Regions from separate parts of the Callithrix jacchus genome. Here region 1 is linked to region 2. Evidence: chromatin contacts called from public Hi-C data. All regions are on one chromosome and are shown on one strand. Each heading gives the region's core, a stretch centred on a gene start, on an enhancer-like site or on the middle of the called end of the contact. The rest is flanking DNA. Distances are from core to core; before and after follow the strand shown.

What was found. Hi-C and Micro-C count contacts between places; a contact is called where the count stands out from the background.
Region 1: a contact with region 2 is called in a Hi-C map of induced pluripotent stem cells, with 4 times the contacts expected there. The contact joins two enhancer-like sites. A contact is called at or near these places in 3 of 3 Hi-C or Micro-C datasets (induced pluripotent stem cells and skeletal muscle).

The regions. Positions count from the first base shown.
Region 1 is chr1:183,873,791-183,879,935 of calJac240_pri, reverse strand. No RefSeq gene overlaps it. Among named protein-coding and RNA genes, the nearest start is that of PPP1R26, 110 kb to the left of the region's middle. Within about 2 kb of position 4,310, at least 2 of the 16 cell types and tissues checked have an H3K27ac peak or open chromatin away from gene starts, as enhancers often do.
Region 2 is chr1:183,622,074-183,628,301 of calJac240_pri, reverse strand. OLFM1 (olfactomedin 1) reads right to left here. Exons shown (of 6, transcript XM_078350737.1): 3 at 1,937-2,092. Among named protein-coding and RNA genes, the nearest start is that of OLFM1, 19 kb to the right of the region's middle. Within about 2 kb of position 4,776, at least 3 of the 16 cell types and tissues checked have an H3K27ac peak or open chromatin away from gene starts, as enhancers often do.

The DNA of each region.
Region 1 (6,145 bases), core at 3,061-5,560, 250 kb before region 2:
GACCTGCATATGCACACCCACACACACCCCCAGACCTGCACATGCATACACACACACCTACACACACACACAGACCTGCACATGCACACCCACACCCCCCACACACACCCAGACCTGCACATACACACCCCCACACCCCCCCACAGACCTGCACATGCACACCCACACACACCCAGACCTGCACATGCACACCCACACACACCCAGACCTGCACATGCATACACACACACCCACACACACACCCAGACCTGCACATGCATACACACACACCTACACACACACACACAGACCTGCACATGCACACACACACCCCCCACACACACCCAGACCTGCACATACACACCCCCACACCCCCCCACAGACCTGCACATGCACACCCACACACACCCAGACCTGCACATGCATACACACACACCCACACACACACCCAGACCTGCACATGCATACACACTTATACACACACACACAGACCTGCACATGCATACACACATATACAGACACACACAGACCTGCACATGCACACCCACACACACCCAGACCTGCACATGCATATACACACACCCACACACACACAGCCAGACCTGCACATGCATACCACATGTACACATATGCAGGCCCTCTGGCCTGAGAAACCCATGTCTTCCAGAGAGACGTTGTGTGAACTTGTCTCTCCCAGGACCAGGCAGAGGCCCTCGGGGCAGCACAGAAGGCTTGACCTGTCTCTTCCTAACCCAGCAAGTGACACACAATAGCCTCTCTGTGTGGAGATGAAATTCAAAAAGAAAAAGAGTCGCTTTCAACTTCCTCTACATAAAATGTCATCGCCCATCCCCACATGGGCGTCAGACGACAAGGGAGCCTGGGAGCCCAAGCAGGCCCTTGACAGACAGCAGCTGTCTTGCATGTGATGGTGCTGCTGCCTTTCTCATCAGCAGCACGATGCCGCAGGCTCTAGGGGCTGTGGGTGGAGACAGACATCCTGTGCCCTTTCCATCATTCCTGCCCAGTCCACTGCTGTGCACCAGATGCGGGCCTTTTTTGCCCTCCCCGTGTATCTCTGAGGTCCCCATGGATTGCTGTGTGGCATGAATGTGAGATCCCTGCTATGTTATCCAAAAGGCAGGCGTCCACTTACAGTAGGGATGAAGGCCTGGAGGGTGGGGGGTGGCCCATCTCCCTGGGAGCTGGGTGGGGGAGAGGCCCCTCTGCCCCTGGCCTGCCGCCTGGTGGTCACTGTGGTGAGAGAGGGGTCCTGGAATTGCAGGCCTGGGGTTTTGGGGTGAAGCTGTCCTGTCCAGAGACACCAGCTGCCTACAGCCCTGCAGCCACCCTGGCTGAGAGCAGACTATCCAGCCAGTCCTCAGGGGAACATTATTTTCTTTGCAAAACAACTGTGGAATTAGAGCTTGAAGTGGGGCTAGGGGATGCCCTGCAGTGTCTCAGTTCATTCCTACCCAGCAAAGCGGCTCACTTGAGAGCCGGGTCTGCACCAGCAGCGGGCCTCCAAGTTCACCTGTGCCTGAGACGACCAGGGAGCCAAGCTAGGGCTGGGGCTGGGGCTGGGGCTGGGCCTGGGCCTGGGGCTGGGGCTGAGGCTGGGCTGGGGCTGGGGCTGGGGCTGAGGATGGGCCTGGGGCTGGGGCTGGGCCTGGGGCTGGGGCTGAGGCTGGAGCTGGGGCTGGGGCTGAGGGTGCGGCAGGAGCCCAAATGGATGGAAATCTGTGTCATCCGCCCAGCACTGGACCCCAGGGTGTCTCCAGACGTTTTAAAAGATCTTTAAAGATGGAAGAAAACAATTAGCCCCCTCCGGGCAGTGGCTCTCTTAAACTTTCAGGAGCTGCCAGGTGAACAGAGCTTTCTGTGGCTTCACAGAACACAGCCATAGATTCCTGTGGTTTTCTTCAGGTTCTTATACCAGAAAGATGCAGGTGTCGTGTACCCTCTTGCCCTGTGAGGCTGTGCCCTCAGCCGCCAGCCCAGGACTGGGTGACCAGCCGTCCCGTCCACACTGCAACCCGCCGTCCGCTAGATGGCGCTGCGTCACGCCCGTGGCCGGCCTGTCCCCAGCCCAGGAAGGCCTGAGGGAGTTCAAAGGTGGGTCTCCGGAGACCAGGGCAGCATCACATTGAGGGGGACGAGTCCCCTCCCTGGAGGGTGTGAGATCCCCTCATTGCTGGGTTCACAGCCTGCCGGGGGAAATGCCCCCTCCCCCGTGTGGAGCCAGGAGATATGCATACAGGTGTGTGTGTGCATGCGTGTGTGAACGTGTGTGTGTGCTCACACCTGTGCCTTGTGCATTCTGTGCAAGTGTGTGTGTGCATGCACATGCATGCACGTGCACACCTGCAAACACTCCTGTGAGTGTGTGCTCCTGTGCATATGTGGGGGTTCTGTGTGTGCATCTGGGGGTGAGCAGGGGTGGGAGGCAGCTCTGTCTAGCCCCCTGGTCCCCGGCCCTGTGTATGCGCTGAACTCCAGGATAACAAACACCTGCCCAGGTCTCAGCCTCAACCCGTGACTGCTCTGAGCCTCCATTTACTATCTGTAAAATGAGTGCCTCTGTTTCCTCTCAGGTGTGGTGAGACCATGGGGCAGACGGCCCTCCCCGTAGGTGTGATGTAGGCTGCAAAGTGATGTTGGTCCACACTTGTGTGCTGGTCACGTGCCTCTGGCAGCGGCCGTGGGAAGGACATGAAGCCCATGGCATCCTGTCCATCATGGGGGTGCCATGGAGTCCCCATCCCACAGGGGAGGAGACACAGGCTGACAGAAGCCACCGGCCTGGCTCTGAGCCCAGGCTGCCATTCAGGCTTCCATGCCTGAACTTCTACTCAGCCCCAGCTGGACGTGCAGAGCTGAGGTGGGCACGTCACGGAGCTGGCTCCGTGACGCTCAGTGGGACCTGGCGGAGGGTGGCACTGGCCTCCAGGGATACTGGAGCCCAGCCTCTCTGTGCTGACATCCGGGAATGCTGAGGTGCAGGAGGCCCAGCAGTGGCAGCTCTGGAGGAGGGGAATGTGTCGCTGTGAGCCTGCAATCTGTCGAGCAATCAACGAGTCCTGGCCCAAACGTGGAGCGCCTGGTGCCGGGTCCTTTGGCAGGGCCTTCCTTGGGGACAGAGGTGACCACTGGTGCCTGGACCCAGCAAGCCCTCCCAGGGTCATTCCCGGGTGACAATGCAAAGCCAGGCTGGGGCAGCTGCAGGTGGTTCCCAGGTGGTTGGTTCCCAGCTGACAGGTGGTTCCGAGGGAGGGCTGAGGGGCAGGATAGGTGGGAGCTGGACACAGTGACTTCTGGGGCGACAGGCCTCGGCCATCTCTGAAGGAGGGTTCCCGGGATGTGCATGTGGACAAGGTTTCTGGATGAGATCAGCCTGCTCACCCGTATGCCCAGGCCCCGTGGCTCAGGCGTTTTTGAACCTGGCAGTGATTGGGGTTGTTCCTGTTGCTTGTGCCAGGCTCCCGGGCAGTGCAGTCCTTGTAGCAGCCCTCGAAGGTCACCTTGAGAGCCAAGCCTGTGCAAGGTGATGGAGCCATCAGGTACAGGGGGGATGGTGTCTGGGGCCCATGAAGGTCACTGTGTAGCCCCGCAGGTGCCAATGAGGGAGCCAGGGTCCAGCCACCCATGCTTGCCAACTGGGCTCCCTGGTGCTGGAGAACAATCCCCTTCCTGATTCGCACAAAGGCTGGGGGCTCCCCTCTAGGGGCTGCTGTCCCCCAGTGCACTCTCACATCCCTGGGACACGGGGAGCTGCATGCCATGCTCAGCCCCATTGGGCACCAGGCCCCCACCTTCTATGGAATGAGCGCTCCCGAGGGGATGCTGCAAAAGTGTGGAGCTCTTGTCCTGGGTGCTGAGCCCCCGTCTGTGGCAGGAAAGAGGACAGTATTAGTGGTGAGGACGCAGGGACAGCTGTGGCTTCAGAGCACCAGCTTGGAGAGTGTCTGACTGAGCCATGAGACAGCCCTGCCTGGGGAGAACGTTCTTCCCATTTTCCAGAGGGGTAAATAGAGACTGCTGTGGTGCCCTACCTGGGAACCCTGGCTGCTCTGAGGTGGAGGAAAGTGGGAAGGTGAGCAGCTCGGGCCTGCCCTGCAGGTGCACCTGGACTCTGGGTGGGCCTTGCCACCCACACACCTGCCCCAGAGCCCTCTGAGCCTTGGCTGGCCAGTGCACCGAGAAGGGCCTGTGGGGAGGGGTTGGGACAGAGGAAGGGGCTTTGTGAGGGACCACAGGGGAAGCAGGGCTGAGCCTGTGTACCTCAGCCCCTGCTGTCCTCAGCTGGGTCTCCCGCCTGGTCCCTTCCACTCACTGTGGCCTTGGTGTCCTTGCTTGGGCACCATGGGCCAGCTGTGGGTGCCTGCCCACTCATAAGTGGCCATCCTGCCTGCATCCCTAGACCTCTTGCCACATTCCCTACCCCACACACCTGCCACCACACCAGCAGCCACTTTCTAGATCCTTCCGTAGCAAATGAGTTCTTCTATCCCAAATGAGGTTCCATAAAAGCCTCTCTGCTGATGGATTCCTGCACAAACAGACCTCCGCTGGAGACTGGAGCGACAGCCTCTCCCCACTAAGCGCAGACAGCGTGTCTCCTATGGAGCCCTGTCTTCTGCGAATGGCCTCCTCCTCTGACAAACAGGGCCGCAGAGCCAACCAGCTACGGTTTGCAGACAGCCTGAGGCCGTTCGCCTCGGCTCAGCGGGGTGGGTGCCTGGGGCCCATGCCATCCCTCTGGTGCTGATACTTGGCTCCTCTTTTTGCAAAATCGAAAGGAATTTCCAGAATCTCAGCAAAACTGCGCTGCACTTGGACTGTGGATTTGGCGTCTGTGCAAAGCACCCTTTCCCTTTCTTGGGGCAGTCAGGATGGAAGGAGATCCTGTGTGCCCAGGGAACCCTGGAGGGGCAGGGCACCATGCCTGACGGCAATGCCACATGGGCGCAGCAAGCTCCCCACAGCCCCGAAAGAGCTCCCTGCTGATGACTCCCGAGTCACAGATGGAGAAACCGAGGCGAGTTGTTTACTGGGCCTGCCCATCTGTCAGCAGCAGTGCGGACGCCCCGTCCAGTGCTGTCCCTATGCAGCTACAGCTGGCCACTTTGTCATTTGTTAGGTTCTGATGGGACCTGGGAGACACCCCATTCCGGGGGCCTGCTGAGCCACACCACACGCGGCGGAAAGCCATTCAGTGACATTTCTTGAAAAATCATGCTTCAATCGAATCTCTTCAGTAAGTTACTTAGGTGCTTTGCTCGTTAACCAAAGTAAATTGCATCCGAGGCCAGTGTTATGAATTTTTAAAACAACGCGCACCGCGCCCGCACTTGTCTGGCATTTGTTTCGTTTACAATTTTTGTCTGTGCGCCTTCCAGTTTGGGGCAGTGCAGCTGCGGGCCTGGCCGGGCCTGGAACACTCAGCCTGGGCTGCCTAAATATTTTATTTGCCAGTTGCAAACAGGAAACGTAATTAGAGGCCTGACTGCCAGCCACGCCAGGGAAACAGGGTCTCAACGGGGGCCGGGCTCCCTTTGATCCTTAGAATTTATAGTGTTTGGATTACAGAGCCATAGGGAACAGCCTTTTTGTTTTTTATTTTCTTAACTAGAATGAAGGCAAAGGTTTCTGCAGATAGGAAATTCCCCAACTCACACGATATCCATTGAAATTTTAATAGAATGTTAAAATCCAGCTCCTGAAAGCATCCAGCAGCAGCTCTGGTTTGCTTTGAGTCACTGGGTTGGAAAACACAAGAGAAGGTCGAGGGGCAAACAGGGACGTGGTGCGGGGAAGTTGTGGGGGAGAAGGAGGAGAGCTCGCTCCAGAAATAATGAAGAAAAACAGAGTTCACAGCTCTTGCAGAGCTCTGTAATTAAAATCCTGGGCGGAAGCGGTTATTTCTCTTTAAGCAGCCCCAGAATTAATTTGCCCTTCTAAGCCCTTTATTTTCTGGGCAAAGGAGCTACTTGTCTCTCCCAGAAGTGTACTTGGTAGCCGGCTGTCACCCGGGAAGACCCCAGAAGCCGGGAGTGAGGTGGTCCAGCCTTCTTCCTGTCAGGAGGGGGCGGTTCAAGGCCAGAACTTGTGTGCCTGGGGAGGTCCTGGCGAGGTGTCCCCTCTCCTGTGCCTCATGTAGCCTTGC
Region 2 (6,228 bases), core at 3,527-6,026:
CACGGTGACCAGCCAGATGCAAGGACAAAATGTCCACCTGCCTCTGACGAGTGCCATGGCTCATTTCACCTCAATGGGATCAGGCCCACTACTATTTTATTTAGGATACAGATTTATAACTTCATTAGCTTGCCATTTCATCTATTTAATGTATTGTTTTTAAACGAGAATGAGTTCTTGCCTCATGCAGGGTCACATCAAGGGAAAACATTAGCACAAAAAGGACGGGAAGACAGAGACAGAGTGTGTGGGCAGTTTCCAGCCGGCGAGGCCGTGAATTCCGCCTGTTCATTTACATCTGGGCCGGGTTTCTAATTAAAATGCATGTATACCTTAATTAAGGTGGCATATCATGTTTCCATCGAGTCTTACTGAGATGGAGTCAACTGTGGGCAGAGCTCTAGCTGGCTGCACATCTGTATATATGATTTTAGGTCACACAAACGCCAGTTTTCATGTCCAGAGTCACCAGGAGAAGCAGAACACTTCCCGCCAGGTGAAAAGGAGGTTGGTGTCTCTCTCCTGCATCTATGGCATGCCTTCTCCTGGCTAGAATAGGTCAGATGTGAAAAACTGCCCTGAGACATTCCTGCTCCAAAATGGCTCTCATCAATTAAGCTAATCCTCGCCTAATTCGATTTACCTGAAGCAGCTGTGGACTCATGGTGTCCCTGCCCAGCTAATAATGAACTTTGCTCGGGCAGCAAGGAAGGGATCTCAGACCCTGGCTTCCCAACCACACTGACGGGGGCCTGGGGGCGAGTGTGTGCTGCCCCGCCAAGGTGGCTTCTGCAGACCAGGGTCAGGTGGTGGCCTCCCTACTGCCAAGGGCAACAGTCCTTTCAAGGCACAGAGTAAACTTTGCTGTGCTTCTCCCTGCCCCAAATGACCATTTCTGTAGGGAAAGGGAAAGCACACCCAGCCTCAGAGGAAGAGAAGAAGGAGAGGAAGGAGGAGGGGGAGGAGGAGGAGAGGGAGAAGGGGGAAAAGGAAGGAAGGAGGAGGAGGAAAGGGGAGGAGGGGGAAGGAGGAGAGGGGGATGGGAATGAGGAGATGAAAGAAGAGGAAGAAAAGGAGGGGGAGGAGGAGGCTGAGGGGAGAGAAGGAAGGGAGAAGGGGAAGAAGGGGGGAAGAGAAGAAGGAGAAGGGAAGGGGGGAGGAGAAGGGAGGAGAGGGTGAGGGGAATGAGGAGAAAAGGGAGGAAGAGGAGAGGGGGAGAAGGGAGGAGAGGGGACAAGGGAGAAGAGGAGAGGGGAGGAAGAAGAGAAGAGAAGGAAGAGGAGGAAGAGGGGGAGAAGGAGGAAGAAGGGGAAGAGGAGGAGGAGAGGAAGGAGGGGAGAGGGGGAGGAGGAAAGGAGAAAAGAGGGTGAGGGGAAAAGGAGGAGAAAGGGGAGGGGGAGGAAAAAGGGAAGGAAGAAGAGAGGGGAAGGGGAAAGGGGAGAAGGGGGAGGAGAGGGGACGGAGAAGAGGAGGATGAGAAGGGGAGGAGGAGAAGAGGAGAGGGGGAGTGGGGGGAGAGAGGAGGGGGAGGAAGAGACCAGAAGGAGGAGGAAAGGGAGGAGGAGGAGGAAGAGGAGAAGAGAAGGGAGGGGAGAGGGAAAGGAGGAGGAAGAGAAGGAAGATGAGGAAGGAGTAAAAAGAGAAGGAGGAAGGACGAGAAAGAGAAGGAGAGGAGGAATGGGAAGGAGGAGGAGGAGAGGAGGGAGGGGAAGGAGGAGGAGGAGAGGAGGGAGGGGAAGGAGGAAGAGGAGGGGAGGGAGGGAAAGGAGGAGGAGGAGAGGGGGAGGGGAAGGAGGAGGAGGAGGAAGAGGAGGAGAAGGGAGGGGAAGGAGAAGGCAGAGGAGGAGGAGAAGGAAGAGGAGAAGGAGAGAAGGGAGGGGAAGGAGGAGCTAGAGGAAGAGGAGGAGGAGGGAGGGAAAGGGAGGAGCACACATACCTTGAACTGCCTGGCCAGGTGTTGCTTATGACTCTCCTCCACCTGTTTGAACTTGGACTCCAGTCCTTTCATTTGGTTCTCCATCTTCTCCACGTACTGCAAGTCTCTCTGGGTCCTCCTGTCCAAGACCTCTATGGATTGAGACATGTTCTGCACCTGTCAAAAGGGCAGCAGGTTCAGCGAAAGCTGCAGTAGGTGCCAGACAATCTTCTCTGCCTGCTCGCACTGACGCTGCCCTTTCCCACACAGCTGGCACACAGGGACCAGAAGGGGCCCATGCATTATTCACGAGGCAATCGCCAGTACCGGGGACTGTGAGGACCCAGAACTCCCCAAACACAGCAAACGGATTGGGTAAACATTTCCTCTGCCAACGGGTTCTTATCAACAGGGATGCGAATGAGGGGTTCAGGAAACTCAAGTTCCTCCCTGGCTGTTGCCCCAGGCACAGGACTGGGCGAGTTCTCTGGAGCTCTCTTTTTTTAGTGGTGGGCGAAGCCTGTTTCTATTCTCTTTATGTTGCAGGACCGAATCAGTTAGGCAAGCATAAATACCGACAGAGAGGAAGGGCTTGCTCAGGCTGCCCCGCCCCAGATATAAATTCTCCTTCCTCCTAAATCTCATTGAGTGCCTTGCTGATGAGGTTGATTACTTAAGTGCAGAGTGAAGGAACGAGGGAGCCGCTCTCCCTGACTCTGCATCAAGCTTTTCCCCCCATCTCCTGCGCCATCCATCACAGCCCACAGTATCACAGGTAGATGACTGCTCTGCAAACATGTACATTCTGAGCATAGAGTCAGGAATCAATCACCCAGCAAATGAAGAATAGCTGTTTTACATCTTTACAGGCAGATCTGAATTGAGTCTAGCCTCAAGATGGAACTTTAATATTCAACAGGATTCCAGGGAGCTTAAAAGAAAAACAGTTTCAGTGCAGCCACCTGCCAGTGCATTTTATTTGCAGGGAACTGGCTTGTGCTTCTGTGCAAATGCATTCGGGGCTGCGGGGAGGTGGAAGGAACCAGAGGATTGCCGCAGTGGCGTCTGGGCCATTTTCTCAGAATCTAATGCAATTACTAGGGAAGAAGTTACCTCCATGACGGCAAATCTTCACTCCTGATTTTTTTTTTTTTTTTTTGCTAAATTTGAAAATACTCTCCCTTCTAGGAAAAAAACCATTTGGGGACGAGGCTTAGCTTTGCCTGGTCAGTGTGAAAAGAGGACAGTTTCTACTTCTTACTATACGTCCTCCACCAGGGCAAATACAGTGAAGTAAAATACAAAAGAGCAAGCCAAGCCTCCTCAGTCGGGGGAAAACCACTACTGTCAATCTCAGCACCCAGAAGTGCAAGGGCTTTCACATCCCGTTATTAGAAAGTAACACAAACCCATCCCGCAATTTCAAGTTCGTAAAGCACACAGTGGCACTGTAGATCCCTCTCACCCCTTCTCCTCTCTGGGAAATGGGAGCATTCTTCTTCCACCACCTGCCTGATTCCCTTGCTCCTCTTGCTCTGTCACTTTCAATAGCTATAGCACCTCTTTCAAGAAAAGATACAAAGTTTCATTTTATCATCCTTCAAGGCCCAGCCCAAATGCCACCTCCTCCAGGGAGGCTTCCCTGATGAACTGAGTTAAAACTATTTGGAAACAACGTCATCTTGTTGGCACAATGTCTGCCCAGGAGTGAGCCATGAAGCTGCCCCCCGACCCCCCACAGCCTGTGGACAGGACACTCAGGGAGGGAGTGACACTGGGTCTCATGCACATCTGTAACCCCTGCACGAAGTCCAGTAAATCTAGTGCACTAGAGTGGCCCCCGTGGCCACACGGCTGAACAATACAAATGACAGTGCCAGCGCAGACCCCTCTCCCCATTCCCCTCCTGGCAGGATCCCCAGAAGTGAAGGCCCACAAGTGCCAGGAGGAGCTGCTGAGCTCGGGCTGGCCTGGGTCAGGAGACCACACACAGCACCACAGGCTTTTCCATCCCCAGAGAAGCCATGCTTTTAACAGATTTCAAAGATCAGACTTCAGATCTGAAAAATTTTAAAGATACCAAGCTATTCCGCTGCCTTGAAACAAAACAGTTACTCTCCTATAGTTCTTCTAACCGTGACTGCATTTTCCTTTCTGGCCGCTGACAAGGCCCAGGCACACGGTTCGCCTCCAGGGTTGCAATCACAGGCCCATCTCCCCGCCCTGGGGAGGCCCCTCCTCCCGGCACAGCCCTTCCTCTGAGCACCTTCATTTTCCTGCCTGCAGGACGTCACTGAGAAGCCAACTGGCACGGTCAGTGTCACAGATACAGGATGACACAGTCTACCCCATGCCCCACGCAGGTCGGCAGCCAGCATTAAGAAGCGGGAGGGGGGCCAGCAACATGCAAAGACACACCTGGCCTCGGGGTAACGAACTGCTAATAATTACCCACCCTCTCCCGTGTTCCAGGCACTGCGCTGAGCCTGCTGTGGTGTTATTCATCTCATTTGATCTTTACAAAACCCTGGGAGCTAAATACTATTTTGAGTCCCATTTTACACATAGGGAAGCCAAGGCTCAGAGAAGTTAAGCAACTTGCTTACTGTCACACAGCCAGGCCTGCCAGTTCAAGCTGGACTGGCTCCAAAACCTACACCCTCAAACCCAGAGCCCAGTGCTGCTTCAAAGAGAATGGAGCCTGAGCCTCAGGTCTGTCCCCACAGTGCTCCACCCTAGCTTCATGGCACTGCCTGGTGAGGTCTCCAAGGCACTAGTGCCCAGGATCCCCACAGGGACTCAAGGGCAACAGAAATCAGACTCTGGGGGTGGGGCCTAGGACTCAGCACCTCGCAGCCTCCCAGGTGGGTTAAAGGTGAAGCCAGGCCGCAGAAACACCGACCTAGCTGGAATACGCCCAGCTGTGACCCAGCCCCACCCACAGGGCACATGGGCTTCGGTTTCTGGAGCGTCCTGTCCTGCTTCTGCCCACGAAGAGAAGGCAAGAGAAGAAAAAAGAAAGAGGAAAGAAAGGAAATAGCACACAGACCAGGGTGTGCGGGGGAGCTGGGGAGGGAGCCTCCTGCTAAAATGCACAGTGCATTAAGGAGCGAGGGCCCTCTTTCTCTTTCACAGCGACTGGCTCATGCCCTCTGAAAATAGAGTGTCCGCTATGGTATCAAATGGGGCTTTAAATTTTTAAGCAGTAATGCTGTGGCACGCACAGGCAGGAAGGAACGTTCCAGAGCCTGCAGTCCCAGGGGCTCATGGAGCATTCTGGAATCCATTTTCCAACTCTCTGCTCTCCCCGCAAATGCCTCCTCCCTGGGCTCAGGGTTCTGTTCTCCCCACCTGACTCTGCCCGGCCCCCACAGCCCAGAGGCCCCTCCAACTGCCGCCTCCCTCCTCTCCGGTTGTGAATAATGAAAGGCTCAGTTAGGCTTTGGTCCAGTTTGTTGTTAATAAATGTTTGTGGAATCTGTTACATGGATCTTACTTTAATTCTTTTAAAAGGATCTGCTCAGGTGGCTAAAGAGAAAAAAAAAAAAACATTCTATTCCTTCAAGGGGAGCGTGCTTTACAAACTAGGCCAGCTTCCCTGGGCACCACAATGCACCCTTCTTGCCCAAGAAACGAGCGTCCCATGGCCATCCATTCCAGACAGGGACAGGGGCACAGACAGGAGCAGGCAGTGACTCCAAGCCTTCAGCGCCTGTCAGAGCTGAACGGGTGCTTGGAATCTCTAGCCCCCTCTCTCCCTCTCCAAGAAAGGGAACCTGCTCTGTCCAGAGCTTCCTGGAGGGTTTGTGCTTCAGCACCAGGAATGCTGACCTGAGTCAGGGCAATGCTGTCCTCTCCTCAGGCTGCTCCCACCTTCTCCAATGAGGTGGGCAGTAACAGCAGCATCTGTCCCCCTAGAACAGAGCCACCCCCGAGTCACAGGGCCCCACACCCCCACAGGCCTCCTTTCATACTCCTGAGCTAATGCCCACTCCAGAAAGTGCAAGGCCAACCTGTAGTTACTGGTGTGTGTGTGTGTGTGTGTGTGTGTGTGCGCGCATGCGTGTGTGCGCATTTGTGCACGCGTGGTATATGTGTGGGGTGTGTGTGTGTGTGGTGTGACCCCACTCCCTCAGGGTGGGAAGGTTCCCTGCCCCGTAGGTGCCACACGCAAATGCCCCTTTCTTCTGAGGTATCAATGGGTGGAACAGAAGGGCCCACCATTTCTCCTTGTTCCCTTGGTAACTCTCCCGGGGGCCCCCAGAACCTAGGTTAACCACAGAATACTGGGTCCTTGGGAAGAATGTGCCAAA